Linked DNA regions of Mus musculus: all the other regions are linked to region 2. Evidence: chromatin contacts called from public HiChIP or PLAC-seq and promoter capture Hi-C data. All regions are on one chromosome and are shown on one strand. The core of a region is the stretch at or near the end of the contact, and the rest is flanking DNA. Distances in the headings are between cores, read along the strand shown.

Region 1 (3,285 bases), core at 339-2,838, 580 kb after region 2:
TAATACTTTGCTCGGCGTATATGAGATGTTCAGTAAATACTGATGAATTAAATGATGCCTCCTGTAGAGTAGGAAAGGAACTTATTTACTTCCTGGTTATCCGGTGCCTAGCAGTTCTGTCTACTCAGCAAACACAAGGCTTCACTGCCTTTCAGCAAGCAAAATAGAAACTTACTGTTGCCCGGTAAGGAACGGCCCCACCCTCCAACATAATGCCCCTAAGAAGTATGTCAAGAAATAATTGTGGTTGATTAGCCTTGTTATTATTCCTGATTCTTTTCTGCAGTGTGCATCTTCCTCTTCCACTACCCGACATTCTTTTGGTCAAGCTTCCTAAGGAATTGTTATGTATTTGACTTCTTGACTTCTGGAACAAACTGATCTAAACTGCAAGCCAACAACAAAATCCAACAGTAGTCAGACCTATGTTCTTAACAATCCTAGCTTCGAGTTCTTAAATATGTGTGTGTGTTCAACACCTCCTTTTACATTTCAAAGGTTTTCTGAAGAAATGCTTTGATATGGGTCTCTGAGGTATGTAGCTTGCCTCTGAGTGCCATTTACCTGGGTCACATCCTGAGGACTCCTACCACAATTGAAACAAAATAAAAAAACAGCCAACAACAATAACAACAACATAGTCCCATTGCAATGGTAGCATCTACTTGAAGAAATAGATTCCGGTTCTTTTCCCCTTTTAGATCAATTGGATCTGGAGCAGAATTGCAAGAGCATCCACAAAACTGCTTCATTGCAGATAAGCAAAATGGTCAAGTCTATGTTGTAGTTGGGGCAACCTGTTCAGCTGGCAGTCTATAGAAGTGGTGGTTTGGCAGATGAGTGGCAGTGACTGCCTTCAGTGTCAGCATGGAAAATAGTAAGAAGCTAGAGCACATTATTCGAACATTTCCATTCAGTAGTTGATAAATCGGGCCATGTCCATTTATTAGCTATGGGCCGGTGGGTTGGTTAAGCTATTTTAACATTTCAGCGCTTGGGTTTCGTCACATGTAAAATGGCGATGAGATTGAGTTACACTATGCCACTGTAAATTGCTTAGAGAAATTCCTAGCACTCTGGCACAAGGTATGCGCTTTGCCAAATGTTTGTCAAGTAAATACAAAGCTAGGCTGGGTTTCCCTCCGCTTCTACAAAGCTGGCAACCGGTAACCCCCACCAACATCCAAGTTAGGGGAGGCCGCTGTTTCCCACTGCAAGGTTTTTTTTGACCCACGGGGTTAAAGCACTCAGAGGATCTGCGACGTCGATACGCTTTATCCAGGTCTCCAGGCTGCCCATCATCAGATCACGGCGTGGGCGAGACTCACTCCTTCCTCCCGCTCAGCTTCTCTGGCTCCTGAAGCACAGCCTGGGCGGCTGTCCCACGCCCCGCCTATCGGTCTGGGAACGCCCCTAGGGGCGGGGCCCACGACCACGCACGCGCAGTGCCGCGGCGTTGCGCCTGCGCCGTGGCGGGGCTGAGGGAGGCGGGGGATTGGTATGAGAGCGAGTGTGTGAGGGGAGGGAGGTGGCCCGGCCGAGCGTGGTACTACGGCGGGCGCGGGCCGGAGGGGGCGGGGGGATGCGCCGCGGCGGCGGCGCGGGCGCTGGGCTGGGGCTTGGCCGCGCCAGAGCAGCGGATCCCGGTGTCGCCGCGGCAGCTGCGCGGGTGTCGCGCTGGGTCGGAAGACGCCGTACCACTGCGCTCCCCCACTTTTTTTTTTTTTTTTTTTTTTAAATAACCGGAACCAATGAACGCGGCGGCGAGCCGAGCTTCGCGGGCCGCCGGTGAAGGGAGCGGGTCAGCACCCGGCGGGAGTCCGCTTCCGAGGCGGCCGGGCCCCGGGCAGCTGGCGGTGAGCGAGTGGCCGGCGGCTCCTGTGAGCGCTCCTCCCGCCGTGGCACCGGGCCGGGCCTCGGGCCGCCCTCTCCGGCGGCGCTGGGCAGCAATGCTGCTCTTCGGGTTGTTGGTGGCCGGCGTGGCGGACGGATGCGATCTGGTGCCCCGGCACCTCCGCGGGCGGCGCGCGTCGGGATCGGCCGGAGCGGCGGCGTCTCCTTCGGCTGCGGCTGCGGGCGAGCGCCAGGCGCTGCTGACAGGTGAGGCCCGTGCGGGCGACGGGCAGGCTTGGCGGGACTCCCGGCAGGACCCCATCCCCCGAGAGGGCGCCTAGCGGTTGCCTTGGCGCCGGTCGTCGCACTTCGGACGCCTTCCTAGTCCACCGACTGGCGCCTCTACTGTGCTTTCTTCGCCCTTAGTGGGCTCCTGCGAGCTTCCCAGCTGAGCAATGCAGTGGTTTCTCTTTCGTGCTGCCGAAGGGACCAGTGGGGTCTGTAGGGGACTGGGCTCATTTCCCCTCTTCCCAAAGCCGCCAAAGAAAGTAGGCGGCGGCAGCAGCAGCAGCAATGCGGTATGGAGTTGGCCCCTGTTGCCTTTGCAAAGGCGGCTGGCAGCTTCTTACCGATCGAGAGCCGGGCTGAGCGCCCTGTCCCAGGGGAAGCTGCTGAAGAGATTCTTTGAGAGCCACAGCACCTAGTGGCACTAGTGGTTCTGTGTTAGTATGAAGAAACGTCAAAGTCTGGTGTGTTTTTGTGGGGGTACGAGGACGCTTTAAGGGATGGAAAGTATATGCTGTTTGAGAGCATCACTGGGTGACAAAGGGTGCAGAAAGCGCAGCAGGTAACCAGAAACACACCTACAATTTACCAAGTGCAGGATATTTGTGACGTGGATTTGGGCAGCATAGTTCTGATGGAGTGCACCAGTACCTTTTTTAAACACAGAACGTTCTAGCACTTACTGAAAACTTGCAAATATGTTTGGTAAGGTTAAGTAGAAAATTGTATGCTTTTACAGCCTTCGTTGTCTTATATAACTGATCTGGTGTGGTTTAAGCAGTGATGTAAAGGTCCTGAAATGATTTCCTGGGGCACAGTGCTGGAGGTAGAGTAACTTATTTTTCTTGCTGCTGTGTTTATTTTTAAGGTAGATCTCTAGGTTTTCTGGAAGAACAGCAGGATTAAAGAGGAATAAGATGATTCACTGTTAATTTAACTGCAGTGGTAGCCCAACAGGCGTCTGGGAGTTACTAACAGCTGCTCAGCAAAGTGTTCAGGAGTCTTTAGATCATAGCAGCTTTCCTCTGAGTTCTGTGACAGGCTATTTCCTGTTGCAGACAGAAGAAGGATGTCGGTAAGCATTGTCAGGCACTTTGAGAGTTGGAGGGTATAGAGCATAATGATTAGCATACTCAAGGTACTCAAAAAACTTACCAGATCCTGGTC
Region 2 (3,126 bases), core at 564-3,063:
GGGACAAATAATGAAAAATTAAAAGGGATGCCAAGACCTCGAACATCCTCCAAGCAGAAAGAAGCCTAAGAGAGCACCTCAACTAAACACAACGGACATTTGGCTTTGTCAGTTTGGTTTGGATTGGGGCTTCTTGAGACAGGGTCTTACTATGTAGCTCTTGCTGGAATGTGCTATTAAGAGCAGGCTGGCCATGCATTGCAGTGATTCTCCTGTCTCTGCCTTCTGAGTTCTAAGATGACAGGCATGCACCACCACACCCAGCTCACAGGGTATTTCTTACAGGAAAGGAAGGAGGATTCAGAAGGAAAAGCCAGGAATCCTCAAGGAATTGCCAAGAGCCATGGAAAACTACTCACAAGAAGCAGAAACACACAACCAATCCAGGGACATTCTCTGGCCCAGGCGTCAGGGCAAAATGGTAACATGTGCCCAGTGGAATTCCAGAATTGCTCACAACAGTGGTGCTTGCCCGTCCTGTGTGCTCTCGACTTTATGGCTTTCTTCTGCATCCTCTCCCACAACAGGTTCTTCGTTTGTGATATAACTTGCCATCTTGACCCAGAGGGATCATGATGCCTCCTCCTTTAGCAACCACACAGAAGCAACTGCTGAGAAACAGTATTAGGGAGTAGAGGAGAGACTGCTATATTATAGTGACGACTTGGAGCTGATTCCATCATGGAATGAGGATTTGGGCAGGTGCGAGTGCTAACCACTGTCAAAGGCAGAAGGGTAACCATGACAGATTATCACCTGTGTCTGCCACCCATTCCCTCTCTCTGCCTGAAATGCCACCTCATAAAGATGTAGCTCTCTTCCTTGTGTGCTTGTCTTGACCAAGCAGGGGCATCCGGAAGTTTTGAATCCCTCTGCCTGATGAGCACTGGCAGCTTTATCCTTGGGAGCACTGGTAAAGCACAGGCCCATTTTCAAGAAGCAGAATGGGGAGATTGCTTAAGATCTCTTGAAGGGAGGCTCAGGCCATCAACTGTCAGTTCAACCTGAGCTCCCAGCCAGTGGCTAGAACTAATGTCCAGCCATGTTAGTAAGGCTATTTCTGAACAACCATCCACCACCACTACCATCCCCACCCTGACTCCCTCGCCAATACCACAGACACATGAGCACTTAATTAAGCCACAGGATCTTAGGGACAAGAATTTGTTGCAGTTTGAAACCACAAAGTTTTGGTTGGTTTGTTGTGGCAACAGGGGACTAAAACAGAAGATAAGAGAAACTCTAGGGAGACTTAAGAATCTTAGGTAGCTATATGGATAGCAGAGATGGCAAAAGGAGCCAGAGAAAGAGGAAGGCACCTAGCAATAGCAAGTGCACATGAAAGTGGAGGATGCTTGCTTCAAAACAAGAAGAAACTCACTCACAGCATCAGAAGTCTCCGAGGACCCCAGAAAGATGATGAACAAACATAGTGGCAATCCACCCTCATCTTTAATAAAGTGACTCCATTGGTGGCCATTGGTAAACAGTGTCAGCAAAGCAGTGGCCACCAAAGCCAATGTCTGGGGTTAAAGAGACTTCTAGCAGGGCCCTTGACTTGCTAGACAGTGACAACAGGAGGAGACAGCAGGCGCAGACATCCTGCCATCAAGTTATCTCTAAAGGAAATGAAAGTAATAGGACATTTGATAAATGAGGCCATGAGGTCAAGGGGAGTTTTACATTAGCGCTTCAATACTTTCCACTCCACCTCCAGGTTGGACTTTTTGTAAATGGGTACCTTAGGGCTGGCGTGTGGCTGCAGCTGTGGTTGGTTCGTGAGGTTCTGGAGGAAGCTGGGGCATGTAGATATGATGGTGGTGGTGTGTGGGGTGAGGGGTGTAATGCTGGGTGTTCAGATGAGCCATGTGTCATTAAGCAACTATAGCAGTGTGTTACTTCAGAGTCTCCTCCTCCTCTGTTCTAGAGGGGACATCCTGGAAGATGCTGAAGAGCCTTCTAGGATTAATATTCAAGTTCAAATGTTTCTAGGTGTGACAGTTATACTTTGTTCTCAAGGCTAAAGCAAAAATCTAGTGTGTGAATATCAGTTAAATATTCTAGTGTATCAAACAAAACGTTGGCTCTCACAGCCAGCACCTAAACCACATTAACAGTATTATTCCTAGCCCAGAGCCTATGGTGCAGATCTTTGGTAGAATGTATTCAATAATGTGCTAGGTCCCTCCTGAGACTCTAAGGAGCCAGAGCTACCCAACATTCGTCATTGCAGATGTTTACCCCATTCAGAAGAGAGAGACCCATAGACATACCCAACATTAACCAGGATAGCAACTAAAAGAGGGGAGTTGGAAGTCAGGGCTAGTAAGTACAGATTATCTCCTCAAAGGATGTCTAGTCCTTCACTTGCAGGGGCTAAGAGGACAAATATTTATCACTTAAGGCATTGCAAAGGCAAAATGTACATGCCAAGACCTTCGATATCCCTCTTCCAAATGGCCAGCATTTTCAAGCTTTCTTTTGTTCCTGTTCATTGATATTGGAGGATGTTATCTGCTTTGGCTTCTTTGCTATTTCTAATTTATACTTTTGTCTTTGCTTTATGGGACACTTCAAAGTGTTGTTGCACTTCTTTACATATGTGTGTACATACATGGGCACACACTTGGCCATGACACACATGTTGAGGCCAGAGGACAATTTGCTGTCTCTCTCTACCATGTGGGACCCAGGGATCAAACTAGGTTGTCAGGCTTGGCAGCAAGCCCCTTTATCCACTGAACCATCCTATGAGCTCACGACAGTGTCCTTTTCTTCCCAGGCACAAAGAAGGAGCAAGCTAGAGAGTTAAGCGATGTTCTCACCATCAGGAAAGATCTTAGTTGGAGTTACCAAACTTTTCCTTTGGAGAAACAAAAGAAATTAGGAAGATAAATCTTATGTCTCTCATGACTACCTGCTCCCCCTCCCCCAACCTCACTCCGCAATCCTAATATATAATATCAGCGTTCTCCTTGGAGTATCAAAATGAGGCAGGGAGAATAACCCACCAGCTGCACTGTCTCTATAGTGGGAGGATGTGTGTGAGCATGCAAGTGGAGAGAACACTGCAGATCTGGGGGGGACAGGGACTTGTGGTAACATAGTTGGAAGCTCTGGGGTGCC
Region 3 (3,524 bases), core at 223-2,722, 680 kb after region 2:
TGCTCTGAAACCTACTGTGGCCATTTACTAATTTGTTTATACCTAATTAAGAGTTCTACCTTGAGAAAATTGTAGGCTCAGCATGGGAATAAATGTACTGCTTTCAGAGCTGCTACAGTGTCCACATGAAATAACATTCATAAATCTGGTATGTAGTACATAGTTAATGTTAGCAACAGTTTTTATTGGTGTCCTAGCCATTTTTAGAATTCGATCTTCCCTGTCAGCATTCTGTAATGAAATGTTCCGGGCTGGTTGTTCAGTTTACAGTGCTTTAGACAACAGCCCTTTTTTGTTATAACGGAATCAGAAAGACAGAATTTTAAAGTAGCTCAGTTTATTACTCTGTTTATTCAAAAACTTAGCCTGAGTTAAAGAGCTACGGTGGCTCTGTGACTCAGGTACACCTCTTGGCAACGGTCTCTTTCCATTCCCAAGTGTGCTGAAAATCACCGAAATGTCAGCCTATAGCAATTGGCACAGTTTTGAGCAAAAATACTTGGTAAGCAATTCCAAAGTCAGTGACAGGTAGGCAGAGGGATGGGGCGGCTTCAGGTCGCTCTTTGTCACTGGGGATCTCCTATGCAAACAAGCCTAGGTTGAACAGTACTCACTCTTTAAGTCTCATCTACTTCAGTAGTTAAGTGGCACCCAGCAAACTGTGCATGAGTGCTCAGTAAGGAACTTATACATCCTTTAGTGGAAAAGCAGATGTTAAAAGAATTCCTTCTCTTCTAGATGATTGAAATTAATTAAATTCTGTGGGGAAAAAAGTTCTTATGAAGAACTGAATTTAGCTAAGAAAGGAAGATTCAACAAAAATACAGAAGATGATAGGATTCAAACCGGTTTCATATCAGGTCTTTGAGGACGGATAAAAAGGAGCCACCGTAGGGGTTGAAAGACCAGCAGAGTATTTGGAGCAGAGGGAGCTAATACAAAACTTCTCATGTCCTGGTAATGAGAAGAAAAGCTGTTTGCAAGGAACCCAGACATCAAGTGGAAAGCCAATTCTTTCCCTCAAGTAACTCTGTCTTATGATAGGATGGTATTGTTTTAAAGATGCATTCAAAAGAGAATTGGTTTTACAAACAAAGCTATTTTAGACCAGCACAGCTGTCCACTCAGGTCGAGTAGTATTAGGACTGGACAGTTTCGTGCGCTTTTTTGCATTTCTTCCTTTGAATCTGGTCTCCTTGGAAACTTGATGTGTTGGGTTGCTTAGACTGGTTTTTTTGCTATTGAAAAATCCAAAGGCAGAGAGAATCTTATCCTGTTTTCCTGGCTGAGAGTTTTGTGTGGGTGTGTGCACTGCAGCTGTGCTGTGGGTTTCTTGGCATTCAGACAGGGCAGTTCTCCATGTAATGCATCGCAGAAGGAAGAAGCCTTCGTGTAACAAGGCTACTTTGACTGGATTAGGTTCAGCGGAAGGCCCCTAGGGCTGGGCTGCTGGCTGGTAGCCTCACTTGTTTGTCTCTGTGGCTCCAGCAGGCTCAGCCCATATACAGGTGTGAGGGTAGAGATGTGTCAGAAAGAGAACATAAGAGCTTTGTCTCAGTATAAAATTGCCACTTAGCAATACAGTTTTTAAAGGTTTTTATTAGTTAATTATACTTTGCTTGTTTTTTCTTTAAAGATCATTGAAAAGGGCAGTGTGAAAACATTGCATGCAAATGTGCATTTAGCATTTTCTATAATTTATGAGAATGCTCTTTTCCTAGAGCCTTTGTGCACAGATGGATCTGCAGCACTGCACCTACCACTTCCTCCTTGTCTTCAGCCCCGTTTGCCCTCTGCTGTGGTTTTCCCCAGTCGTCACATTAAGTGTAGACAGCATGCAGCTCTCCATTTCTCAAGCCTTCCGTTGGAACAGCTTACCCTTTACACAAGCAAGCCGAGAAAAGCCTCCAACTTAATTCTTATGGTCTCTTCTTGTTTATCCTTTTGCTCGTGGTTGTTGCTCTCAAAGTGCTATAGAGTAAGCTTCTATCTTTGTGTGCCTGTGTTCAGATCCAGTCTTTCCTAATGTGGTCCCTCTCTGACTTTCTGCCTCTTCCTAAAATACAATACAATACAGACCAAACACAGCTCAGCAAGATTACATCAGATCTTCAGAATTCTATGGCTTTTATTGTAGGCTTTAGTTGATGTAGTCAAGCCAGAGGACTTACCTAATTCATTCTCATTCACATCCTCTCTCTCTCTCTCTCTCTCTCTCTCTCTCTCTCTCTCTCTCTCTCACACACACACACATACACACACACACACACACACACACACACACACACACACTCATTTACCCCCTCCCATTTTTTAATGACTAGCATGATTTAAATGTTTCCTTCCCCCATCTTTCTTCATTTCTAAGTTGCCCCCCCCCCTGAATCTTTGCCCAGGGCACCTAGGTTTCACAGGGGTAAACAAGTTCCCCATCTGTTCTCTGCTGTATGCTGTAGTGCTTACAGTGGCCTGACTCTCACGGGGTGGTTCTCTGATTAGATGCATTAATGGGCTAGGTAAAGTGCCAATCAAGTCTATATCTAGTAAGGTGTTACACCCATGGAAATGGGTTGTTTCATCCTTTAAAAACTCTGTATTAATGCTTATTTTAGAATTAGTTTTACTGCAGTCTGTCTAATTGTTTTATGTCTTTTTTTCTGTTTTAGATTGTACACATTTGGGAAAACAGGGGTGGGCCTCACTATTTTCAGCTTACCATAGGATGCTAGATGCTATTTTACTACCACTTATTACATCTAATTGAAAACTTAATCTCCCATATGTAGATGTGTTCAGATCTTAGTTTTGAAAGCAGTGTGCTTTAAACTATACCTTCTTTTCTGTGTTACAGTTCACAATTGGACACTTGAGGATACCCTGCAGTGGTTAATAGAATTTGTTGAACTGCCACAATATGAGAAGAATTTTAGGGATAATAATGTGAAGGGAACAACACTCCCCAGGTCAGTGGTCACCCAGAGGGCGTTGAGAAATGAGATGTAGATGCAACCTTTCAATTCTAAATCTGAAAGATACTGCTGGGGCTGATGGGAGAAACCAAATACTATAAATATATCTGTTTGAAGCACTTTATCTTTTTCTTATTTTATTGTGTATGTATTCTTTGTGTATACACGTATTGTATGTATGTGTGCGTGCGTGTTTGTGGCGTTAGAGTGCAGATGACAGTGCATGTGTGTAGAGGTCAGAGAACCATCTTTCCTGAACCTTTTACCTTGCTTTGTTATCAGTGTGTGCACGCAGCAACTTAGCAGGCCCCCAAGTTACCGAGTATTCTCTCACCTCCTCCTTCTAACCTGCCCAGGCAGTGCGCATTGAGTGAATCCCTCTCCCCTCAACCTACCCAAAAAGGCTTCTTACCTTCAATGTGGTTTTCAGTGTACATTGTTCATCTGAAACAGTTGAACACTGAGTGTGGTGAGAGCCTTTCAGCTGCTGCTAGGTAAAAGCTCCTCAAGTAAGAACTGTTTTTAACATCTATTAAAAATATTTAGTAAGTCTCT

What was found. Promoter capture Hi-C pulls out the DNA fragments that hold promoters and counts their contacts. HiChIP or PLAC-seq counts read pairs in DNA pulled down with a chosen protein or histone mark.
Region 1: a contact with region 2 is called in a promoter capture Hi-C map of the HPC-7 cell line. The contact joins the promoter of Stim2 here to the enhancer-like site in region 2. A contact is called at or near these places in 2 of 39 promoter capture datasets (the C10 cell line and the HPC-7 cell line) and 3 of 115 datasets of contacts at active chromatin or transcription factors (CD8 T cells, bone marrow-derived macrophages and pancreatic cancer cells).
Region 3: a BATF HiChIP or PLAC-seq map of CD8 T cells shows a contact between it and region 2, with 5 read pairs. The contact joins two enhancer-like sites. A contact is called at or near these places in 3 of 115 datasets of contacts at active chromatin or transcription factors (CD8 T cells, embryonic stem cells and memory CD8 T cells).

Annotation. Positions count from the first base shown.
Region 1 is chr5:53,996,935-54,000,219 of GRCm38.p6, forward strand. It overlaps Stim2 (stromal interaction molecule 2), which reads left to right and starts at 1,589. Exons shown (of 12, transcript NM_001081103.2): 1 at 1,589-2,100. The coding sequence starts at 1,950.
Region 2 is chr5:53,419,793-53,422,918 of GRCm38.p6, forward strand. No RefSeq gene overlaps it. Among named protein-coding and RNA genes, the nearest start is that of Gm40304, 130 kb to the right of the region's middle. Within about 2 kb of position 1,814, at least 42 of the 459 cell types and tissues checked have an H3K27ac peak or open chromatin away from gene starts, as enhancers often do. A contact at or near this core is called in CD8 T cells, the HPC-7 cell line and memory CD8 T cells, where this site is marked.
Region 3 is chr5:54,099,724-54,103,247 of GRCm38.p6, forward strand. It overlaps Stim2 (stromal interaction molecule 2), which reads left to right. Exons shown (of 12, transcript NM_001081103.2): 4 at 2,852-2,963. Among named protein-coding and RNA genes, the nearest start is that of Stim2, 100 kb to the left of the region's middle. Within about 2 kb of position 1,473, at least 162 of the 459 cell types and tissues checked have an H3K27ac peak or open chromatin away from gene starts, as enhancers often do. A contact at or near this core is called in CD8 T cells and memory CD8 T cells, where this site is marked.